2 separate regions of the Mus musculus genome follow, and region 2 is linked to region 1. A link is a contact called in public promoter capture Hi-C data. All regions are on one chromosome and are shown on one strand. Each heading gives the region's core, a stretch centred on a gene start, on an enhancer-like site or on the middle of the called end of the contact. The rest is flanking DNA. Distances are from core to core; before and after follow the strand shown. Region 1 overlaps Hipk2 (homeodomain interacting protein kinase 2). Region 2 overlaps Tbxas1 (thromboxane A synthase 1, platelet).

Region 1 (4,873 bases), core at 799-3,298:
TAAGCCAGTCTTTTAACAAATGTCATTTTTAAATATAGTAGGTTAAAAACTCAAGATCATGAAAACTTTTAGCTTTTTAGGTGAGTATGACAACCAACACTTGTAATCCCAACACTGAGTTGAAGTGTTGAAGGCCAGATGGTCCTACTTGAAGCTAGCTTAGCTATATAGCAAGACCCTGACTCAAAGAGGCAGAAAAAGTTGCCTACAACTCTGAAAGGGTTTCTCATTAAACCTTCAAGACTAAGAAAGACAACGAGCCACAGAGTTGTCCAGGCTTGAGCTTCAAATCAGGGTCTGATTTTGCCCCTATTCCAGGAGCCCACACCATGACCTGATGTCACAGCTTTCAACTCATCCCTGTGTGAGGAGATTGTGTGGGGCATGTGTTAATGGGATGAGCATACCACGATAATCAGACTCCCAAAGACACTTCTCCCAGAGCCACATGTGCACTGGTGCTTGCTAATTTACAATCTGAAGAATGGTCCATGATTTTATACAGAGGCTGGAGTCGAGTGTGATGGAAGTTTGTGGGCATCCATGGCACCCATGAAAAGACTACAAGGCAGATGCTTTGAAACCCGGGTTTATTGTAGATACGTTTTAATGTGAAGTGGGCATTTGCGGGGAACCTAAAGAGCAGTTCATCTTCATTGTTTAAACATGCAGGTTACCAAAAGGCACTTGAAACCTTTGGGACCTGGGTTTGTTTGGTACATAAGACAGTTTTGTCTTTGTTGTAGTGATAAGGAATGACTTAAAATGTTCACTGTCATTCTGTGTGACTGTTTTTAATCAGGTTTATAGGCACTACTTTTTATTTGTCATGAAGTGAGGAATTTATTGCATACAGTTGAGATGTAAGTTAGCTACATTTCTAGTGAGTTTGTAAGTATATCTCTTTTATTGGTAGTTTGTCCATAAGCCCAGAAATATGGAAAGATGTGTTCAATGCTCATGCCTTTGGCCTGCTTAAGAGCCAGAGGCATGGTAGTGAGAATACTCCTTTGTAGACACTTCACCCTATGTATCAGCAATCACTGGATATACAGCCATTATGTAGGGTTTTATCTTGAGAGGCCACCGAGGCTTTTATAGAAAGGTCTGGATGGGCTATACCTCTAAGGAGCAGGTGTAATTATTGCAGATTTATTGTGTTATTCCCTGGGTCCTCCATACTGCCCTTCAGGGAGTTAAACCTATCCTTGCTAGTAGGGGTCAGAGCCACGTTTTCTTCTAAGAGCCCAAGAGGAGACACGGAGATTGAAATTTTATATAGGATCAAACTGAAGATGTCCAGTCAGCGCCTGCCATTTCTGAGGGGAAGTTATTACTATTATTATTTGTGTGTATAGGAGGTCAGTAGTCCTTGAAGAGTACAGGGGTCAAACCATAAAGAAATGAGAGGAAACATTTAGCTTTTCCTTTAGAGTGGAAAACATACAGGTCTCCCCCACCTCTTCCCTGTCCCTTGCCTTAGGGATCTGAACAAATGGAATGGCAGGGGTTGTGGGCTTAACAAAGAGAGCTAAACTAACCAGGAAGGGTTGTTCCAGAAAAGACTTCCAAGGAGAGATGTTTAGACATAAGTTTGATTATGGATGTGAGATTATTTTAAAATGAAGCTACAAACTGCCAGTGTTTTGTTCCTTATAAAGATTTTAGGGCTTAAAAAAATCATCCTTAGTGACTTTCTTTAGCTATATTTTGTTTGAGCATTCTCCTTCCCACATCCACAGGAAGATGGACCATGCCATAGAACAAAGGTAAAAAGGTTGTTGGAAATGTTAGTTCTAGTTCTTGGAATAGTGGCTGTTGACCTCAGCAGTGACCACAGCAGCCCCAGCCAGAGTCTGAGGCAGCTGCTGGCCACAATGATGGGTATAGAGAGGTTCCAGCCATGCAGGTCTCCTTGCTGATCCTGGGCATCTGTCACCCAAGGCAGCCAGTGATTATTTCAACAGTTTATGACCCTTGGCTATCATCCCAATAACAAATAAGTCATAAGCTACCCTCTTCCCCTTTGTAAAATTCCACTCTGCAATGTGGCCTCTCTACCAAGAACTTCTAAAACACTGAGGACAGGGACCAGTGCCTCTGAAGCTCTGTGTGTAATCAGCTTATTTCTTCTTTTCCCCTCCTACTCTCCCTTTCCTTAGTAACTTGAGTGAGAAGCAGGAGACAGTCAAAGGACAGAGCTGAAGTAGATAGATGTTAATTTTGCTTAGTCTCTTCTGTTCATAGGTAGCTTAAAGCCAAGGATTGCTCTCTTCTGTATTACTTCAAGGGTATCAGACCTTTTGACATTGTAACAAAATGCCATTTGCAAATGTGTTGGAGCAAATTCATTAGTGTACTGGAACACATGAAGCCAGCAGGCCACAGGTTGAACTTGTCTGGCTTATAGCATGTGTAACTATATGAATATTTAAGTGATATTAGTAAGTAGAGAATAACTACTTTTTGTGCTATGGTATTAGGAAAATATTGACATAAAAGTAGGTGAAAAGTATGGTTGCATAACAAACCAAAATAACCATGTCAAACAGTAATCATGTCAGACATACACAGGCATATTAGTCATAGTGCCCAGGTGAACATACACAGACATACAGACATACAGACATACAGACATACACAGGCATATTAGTCATAGTACCCAGGTGAACCTTGGAGTCAGCTTTCAAACCAGAAGGGAAGTCTCACCGTAAAGGCAGATTCAGAGGAGAGTTTAGGCTAAGACCAGACCTGCCTCCAGGACGTCAGAGCACATGCTGCCATAGCACAGGCAGAGCATGACTGTCCAGCCAGCGCAGGAGCCGAACAGCCTCTGCCTTGGTATTGTTTTTCATTCTAGAGTATTTGTTTTGAGTCAGGGTCTTTTTTCTTCCTCCTCCTCCTCCTCCTCCTCCCCCTGCTCCTTCTTCTCCTCCTCTTCTTCCTTTTTTGTTTTTTTCGAGACAGGGTTTCTCTGTGTAGCCTTGGCTGTCCTGGAACTCACTCTGTAGACCAGGCTGGCCTCAAACTCAGAGATCCGCCTGCCTCTGCCTCCCAAGTGCTGGGATAAAAGGCGTGCGCTACCACGCCCGGGTTGAGTCAGGGTCTTAATGGGTGGTCCAGAATAGTCTCCAGTTCTTAAATCCTCTCTCTTAGCCTTTCAATCACTGAAAGTTTAGTCATGTACACCATATCTGGTCTTCTCCCTTGCGTCTTAAAAAAGTCTTTATTTGGGTTAAATTGGGCCTCTAAACTGCGTGGTCTTTAGTTGAGAGAAGCAATGACTTCATGGCAGAAGGTAAAAAGTACTGGGGAGTGAATGAAGCAAGTGCAGGAGGTATGCTATTCTAGAAAAAGGGGTGAGGCCGGTCTAGAGTTGAGATTTCTGGAGGATCAGTGGTCGAAGATGAAGCTAAATGGTTGAATGGGAATCAGGATGTGTGTTAACACTTCAGCTTTATCTCCTGGGCACCAAGGAGCCACCAGAAGCTTTTGGACAGAGGAACAATGCTTAGAAGTTTATGTAGTAAGACAAATCTGCGGGCCAGATACAGGCACATTAGCGCTCATTCCAGTGACCAGGATCCTATATTTACTTTAGGGTTGCTTTTGAAAAGTAATGAGGATTTCAGCTATGGGAGTGGCAAAATGAACAGAAATTAAAAAGTTGAAAATGAGACATGTTGCCTTATATAGCTATTTAAATACTTTTAATTTAAAAAAGGACATTTTAAAAGAAGGCGAAATCAATCAAGACTGTCTTTTATTTGCTGTGATAATGAAGACTCATCAAGGTAAGTCCACAGTTTGGGAACCAAGCAACTAGATAAATACTTTATTAATAGAATGGAAATGTTAAAATGAAGCATAAATGGCTATGTTTTAGGGGAAAGACAAGGAGTTCAGCTTTGGAAGATCATTTTAATGTAGTAGGAGACAGAAATAATATTACTGGAATATTCAAGTGGGAACTTGGCTCATGATAAGCATGTGGGAGTTGCCTGCATAGAGATAACTGTTTAAACTGTCTAAATGAATGATGCCTTCCAGAGGAAACAGAATACTAGGAGTGCCAGCATTTTAAAGGAGGAAGAGGAGCTGCCTTAACCCCTGTGTAATTAGCCATTGGGAGGAGGAAGGCAGTTACAGATTCACATTAGAGCAGATAAGAACGTCAAGAAGGAAGTGGTGGTCAGCGGTATCAGATGTTGCAGAGAGGTTAAGGAGAATAGGGGCTGAAAGAGCCATTGGATTAGGCAATTAGGAAGTTATTTACCTTAAGAACACAGGTCTATGATATTTGAATATGTTGAAGGAGAAGGATTAAGAATGAGCATTGAAGAAAAGAGTACATGAAGCGTAATTTATAGGTAAGAAGGAAGGCGTGAAGAGGGGCTGTGACTGTTACTCTTTCTGTCTTGTAAGTTGGAGGTTTGTGCCTGCACACACACTTGGAGGCAGAGGGAAAGGTTAGGTCAGTGATGCATTTGAACAACCTTGTTCAATACCAGCTAAAAACTTTGGCCCCAAAAGTAGAAATCATCAATAGCTTAAAGTGGGGATGGGAATGGCAGAAACAGAATTCTATAGAAAAAATGGGAGACTATGGATTATGGGACTAGCAGAATGTGACTGACCTCAGAATTCTGGGCAAGATAGGTGGGGATCCATTGAAGAGAGGGAGGATTGGGGGACAAAGGATGGCATTAAGAGGGAGGTGTTAAGGAACCACTCTAGACAATGCTGGGGGTCAGAGAGCAGCTGCTAGATGCTTAAGTATCAGTAAAGCTTGGCGGTCTCTTCACCTTCTAAGTGCCATTGTAAGAAATGGCAATGGAGCTGAGGAGGTGGCTGATTCAGTGTGACATAAGCT
Region 2 (5,043 bases), core at 2,322-4,821, 150 kb before region 1:
TGAGAGCACAAAGCAGGGCGAGCTAACCAGAAGTGGTGGAAAGATTTAAACTTTTAAATTCCTGTCCCCAACCAGTGATGTATTGCCTCCAGCAAGACCCCATCTTCTAAGCCTCACCAAACAGCACCACCACCTAAGCCTACAGGAAATCCCATCCAAGCGACTATAGTATGGATGACTTTTTTGGACATTTAGAGAAAATCCACACAGAACCAACCTACCATGGAACCTAGTGGAAGAATGTTTTCCTAGCTCATGAGGTCCTAGATCTAGTTCCTATCAAAATAAAACAAGCAAAACAACACACACACACACACACACACACACACACACACACACACACACACTGTTGATGAAAGAAATCTAAGAACCCATGTGTAAATGCAGAGACAAACGATGTTCATGGGTTGGAAAACACTATAAAGGTCCAATCCTCCTTAAACCACCTGCAGATGTGATGCCTTTCCTCCCGAATTAATGTAATTTCCTTACACGAATTAATGTAAGCAAAGACAAACTTACTCTCAAATTTGTATGGAAAGACAAAAGATTAAGAATAACTGATTTTTTTTTGAAGAAAGAAGCAAGAGAAATGAGTATACCAGCAACTTGACTATAGCAGTTGAAACTACAGTATTGGCAGAGAGAGAGACACACACACATACATACATATTCTATGCATACACACCCATATGTGCAATATAATTGCATAAAATCTGAATAATCCCTGTGCATGAACTGAGTTCCACCTGCTGGTTTTGATAGCTAGTTATAGTTTTACCTGCATGTGTTGTAGATCGCCAAGGTGTAAACTAGGAAAAAAAGACACTGGACCTCCCTGTGCATTTTTCTTGTTTATTTATTTGCAAATTCCCATGCATCTATAATTCTTTCAAACTTAAGATAATTTCTTACAAGTCATTCAGGAGCTTGATGAAGTTTAAAGACATTGCCCTGTTCCCAGCCAAGCCTGTTCTACCAAGCTTGGGTGGGCCCCAGAAACCTACAATAAATACTTGCTCTCAGATTCTGATGCAAGAACATGGGGCCACCCTCCCACAACAGCACTGAGAACCTTAGCAGCTGGCTAAAACCAAGAACGGAGCATTCAAAGAAAGATGGGCCCCACCCAGGCCTACCAGGCCCTAGTCTTGGGCAGGAGTGGGACCAGTCACCTCTTATTTTAACAAGCTCCCTGGGGATTCTGATGCCATGGACAATGAACAGACTGGGACCCCGCCCTGATCTATGAACAGAGGACAATGCCCATTTGTATTTCCCCAAATCCTTAGATGTAAAAGAAAACTAGTTAGACTCTGGGAGACACTCATATTTTGGCAAGATATTTGTATTGAGTTTCTTATGATCAAAATAATTTTGTACACCCTTTGAATTTTTTTTTAAAAAGCAAAATAATACTTGTATATTCTGGTGGAAGGAGCCGCCACGGGAGTCTTTCCATATTTTTCTAGTAATATTACTAATGCTAAAACCAATTTTGCAACAATTCCTTTAGAATTGCCTCAGAGCTGCTTTATGAACCTCGGGAGGAAACTGGCCCCATTTTACATGTAAATTGTGTAATCTTGTGAATTTATGCTTATAAAAATGCTCATCTGTAGTTTGAGGAGCTCCTGGCAAGATCTTAAATAGAGAAAAATGTATTTTACTTCCAGAGTTGCGGCCTTCCTTTCTGGAGTCTGGAATGGCTCTACCACATGAGTCTGCTTACCACTTCTCCTGGGGAAGCCGCCCTCCCACCCTACGGAGTTCAGAAATCTGCTCTCTGTGTTTTTTTTAGTATGCACTTTGGTTTAAATGTCTCCACAAAAACCTTCCCTGTATTTAATCTTCATCGGGAGGGATGCCTTCAGAGGTGTATACAGGCAGGCCCTTCAGGGGCTAATTAGACCACAAAGGCTAAGAATAGATGGGTTAATGGGTGACACTGAGAGCAGATCCGTTATAAAGGCCACTTTGGTACACCATCTCCAGGGTGAACTCTTTTCACCATGTGGTGTTTTGTATCATCTTAGGACTCTGCGTGGAATGTCCATGTGCATCTGGTCAGAGCCTCTCTGCCTCCAGTATTGTGAGTTGGAGAAACCTTTCTTCTTTATAACTCATTCAGTCTGAAGTGTTTGGTGATAGCAAAAGGAAACAGAATGAATGGTATGTATTTTCCTGCCCCCTGTTTCCTGCTCCCTGAGGTGGTGTGCTCAGCAGGTGGGAGCCATGCTCACCTGTCACCTGTTGTGGGGGACAGTTTTAGACACAAACTCTTCAGACTATGTTGCAGCTGAAACCTGGGAGTAAAATCTAGGTGATTATTATAATTCCCTATTGATTTAATCCTATCAATCCTATTAATTTAGAAGGAAATACGATTCTTGAAAGTGAAGCCAATAGGGTGCAAAGAAACGTCCCAAACCATGAAACTGGTCAGTGATGTGTGGCTAGGTTGTGGGTCTTCCTCAGAACCTTTGTGGTCACAGTCATTAGCACTGGTGCTTGCTTCCTGCCTGGCTCTGAGCCTCCTACACTAGTTCCACCACCACATTAAGTTTTGAAGAAAATGGAAGAGGAAGCCATCCTACTCACTTCTAGAACAGGAAACTAAGACTTGCCCAAGACAAGGACCGTCTGACCCTGCCTCAGAGGTGTCCGTCTCTCCAAGATGGCCAACCTTCCCTTTCTCCCCAGACTAGCCTGGTCTGTGAAATCCAGAGCAAGCAGGTGTGCAAAGGGGCCAGGCAGATTCCAGCCATATTGTCTGTATCGTTCCCCCCCCTCAGCTAACTGTGTCTTTTAAAGGTGCAGTTGGAGAACAGATTCTTGCTTAATGGACCAGAAACTCCTTTCCAGCCTAATGAAGGAGGTGAGGGCTCACTCCCCGCTAATCCAAGTTGCACGTTGACTACTATAGGGGCAAGAAATTCATAACCAATTATTCATTTATATTTATTTATGCACATAATAATGTGCTTATTCAACCCCAAAGCACCTGGTTGAAGAGAAAATGTAGGCGAACCAATGAAGTATTGTGCAGTTAAAAATAACACTTATTTGACTTGCTTAATTGGTGGTTTTCTTTTATTTTTCTCTTAAAACACACACACACACACAAAACCACCACTGACCAGTCTAACCAAAATAGCACTGGTGCCTTCTTTCTGGGAATCATGACAAGCAAGACTGTTAGCATTAGCCTGGGGGCTGCCTGGCCTTGTTCCAGAAGGCCTACCTCTGGTAGAGGTGACCAAACTATGGGGCTGTTCACGGGATAGCAGTGGGGACATGTCACTCAAAGTCATATGGAAAGGCCCAGGCTCCACAACTAGATGGAAGTGTGCCTTGTAAAAATAGCACTGTGGGCCTGTTAATAAATAACAGTCAACTCCAGCATTAATTAGTACATTCAAGAAGTGTTTATTGAGCACATACTCTGCCAGGCACCCAGCTGACAAATTCTTGCAAGTCTGGAGAAAAATATACTGGGTGTGTATCTGAAGCAGAGAATTGTGGCCACTTCCCCTTTTCTCAGTCGTTGTTTCTTTAATGTCTCAGGATTTTGAAGTGTGTTCGTGACTTTTTGGAAGAAGTAGGAAGTGGGGTGTTGCTGGGTTGGCCTACTGAGGCTGTCAGGGGTCAGGGCTGAGGTGACAGTGCTGTGTCTTTGGGCACTGGAGCCTTGGGGACTCAGATCCAGGCCTTGTTTGTAATTAATAGCTCTGCTACCTTGAACAAATCATGTCTACTTTGAGGTCATGGTGAAGGTCAGCAGGAAGTTGGTCAGCAATGAAGCTGCTATTAGTGTGGACAGTGAACGGTGATGGCCCCTGACTATGAGAAATGAACTTATGGGTGCCCATGAGGGGATGAGCAGGTTCCCGATAAAGGCCTGACACCCCCACATCAGCAGAAGGGATCTGAACATGTGCATGATTGACAGGACCTGCCATGCACCACTAGACACCAGGTATCTAACAAATCCATGCCTTGGCAACAGCCGCCTTACTTCCTAGCAGTAAAAGATGCTACACGGCAGTCGCTGTCAGGGCCTCCACCTCACCTTGGCCAGATACAGAAATATCAGGAAGCCCCACGGGAAAAGGTGGCCGTGTGCTCTGGCAATGAATGCGACTCACAAATTCCAAGAAGTCCAGAGAAAGTTAATGAGAGTTAGCTGCTCTTGGACATTTGGCTTAAGCAGCGACTCCTGGACTCACAGCTACCCTGGGTTAGCAGCTTCCCCTGGGTTAATGGCCCCTGGGCTAGCTGCTCCTCTTGGTATGGCAGCCCCTCAGTGCTAGAGAGAAGCTATAATTTCCATATTACAAGTGGAAGGTACTGGAATCACTTTCTAACCCTCATGCCAACTGTATTTGAGCTTTGCTGCTTTTACTTGCAGTGGCTCTCAGCAGGGTGGTGGGTGGTTGGGTGGGGGTGGGCATCTGTTTCTACAAGGCCAATTCCCACGAAGGCCAAACCTACCTTCAGGGGACAGAAGGTGAGTATGTCACTGCACTCTCTGTAAGCTCTGATGGGTTTCCATTATTTGAAACAAGTGCCAGTTCCTTGGCCTTTAACCAGAGCCCTTCTGTTTTCCTACCAAAGTTCATGGATTCCTTTACAGCATCTGGTGAGCCAAAAGAATTACTTACCACTCTTGTTCTCTGAGTTGCTAGGTCCAACAATAAGACTCATGTTCTAACAACATAGTTGTCAGTTAAAGGGACACCCTTTCTACTGACCCCCTGACTGTCTTCCTAGCTTGTGTAACTCCTCTCTGGGGCTAGCATACAGTCTTAGATCGAGAGGGACAAAGTGTCACTGTGGGGAGTTGGATGCATAGAATCCTCAAACCACCTTTGACCTCAAGCCAAGGCTTCTGCCAAAATATCATCTCAACCAGTTTCCATGCTGTGGAGATCCTGAGATGGGTTTCCCAGAGGTCTCCTCAGGGAATGGTCTGCCATCTACTGCAGAGACAGCTAGTGCTATTCCTTCAGCTATAGGAAGCATTGACACCTGAAAGCCAGC

The links. Capture Hi-C pulls out chosen DNA fragments and counts their contacts.
Region 2: a contact with region 1 is called in a promoter capture Hi-C map of adipose tissue. The contact joins two enhancer-like sites. A contact is called at or near these places in 1 of 484 Hi-C or Micro-C datasets (spermatogonial stem cells), 1 of 115 datasets of contacts at active chromatin or transcription factors (pancreatic cancer cells) and 2 of 9 other capture datasets (adipose tissue and liver).

Annotation. Positions count from the first base shown.
Region 1 is chr6:38,821,121-38,825,993 of GRCm38.p6, reverse strand. All of the region lies in intron 1 of Hipk2 (homeodomain interacting protein kinase 2), which reads left to right. Among named protein-coding and RNA genes, the nearest start is that of Hipk2, 53 kb to the left of the region's middle. Within about 2 kb of position 2,048, at least 37 of the 459 cell types and tissues checked have an H3K27ac peak or open chromatin away from gene starts, as enhancers often do. A contact at or near this core is called in adipose tissue, where this site is marked.
Region 2 is chr6:38,972,574-38,977,616 of GRCm38.p6, reverse strand. The region is part of intron 3 of Tbxas1 (thromboxane A synthase 1, platelet); the gene reads right to left. Among named protein-coding and RNA genes, the nearest start is that of Gm52859, 9.2 kb to the right of the region's middle. Within about 2 kb of position 3,571, at least 80 of the 459 cell types and tissues checked have an H3K27ac peak or open chromatin away from gene starts, as enhancers often do. A contact at or near this core is called in adipose tissue, where this site is marked.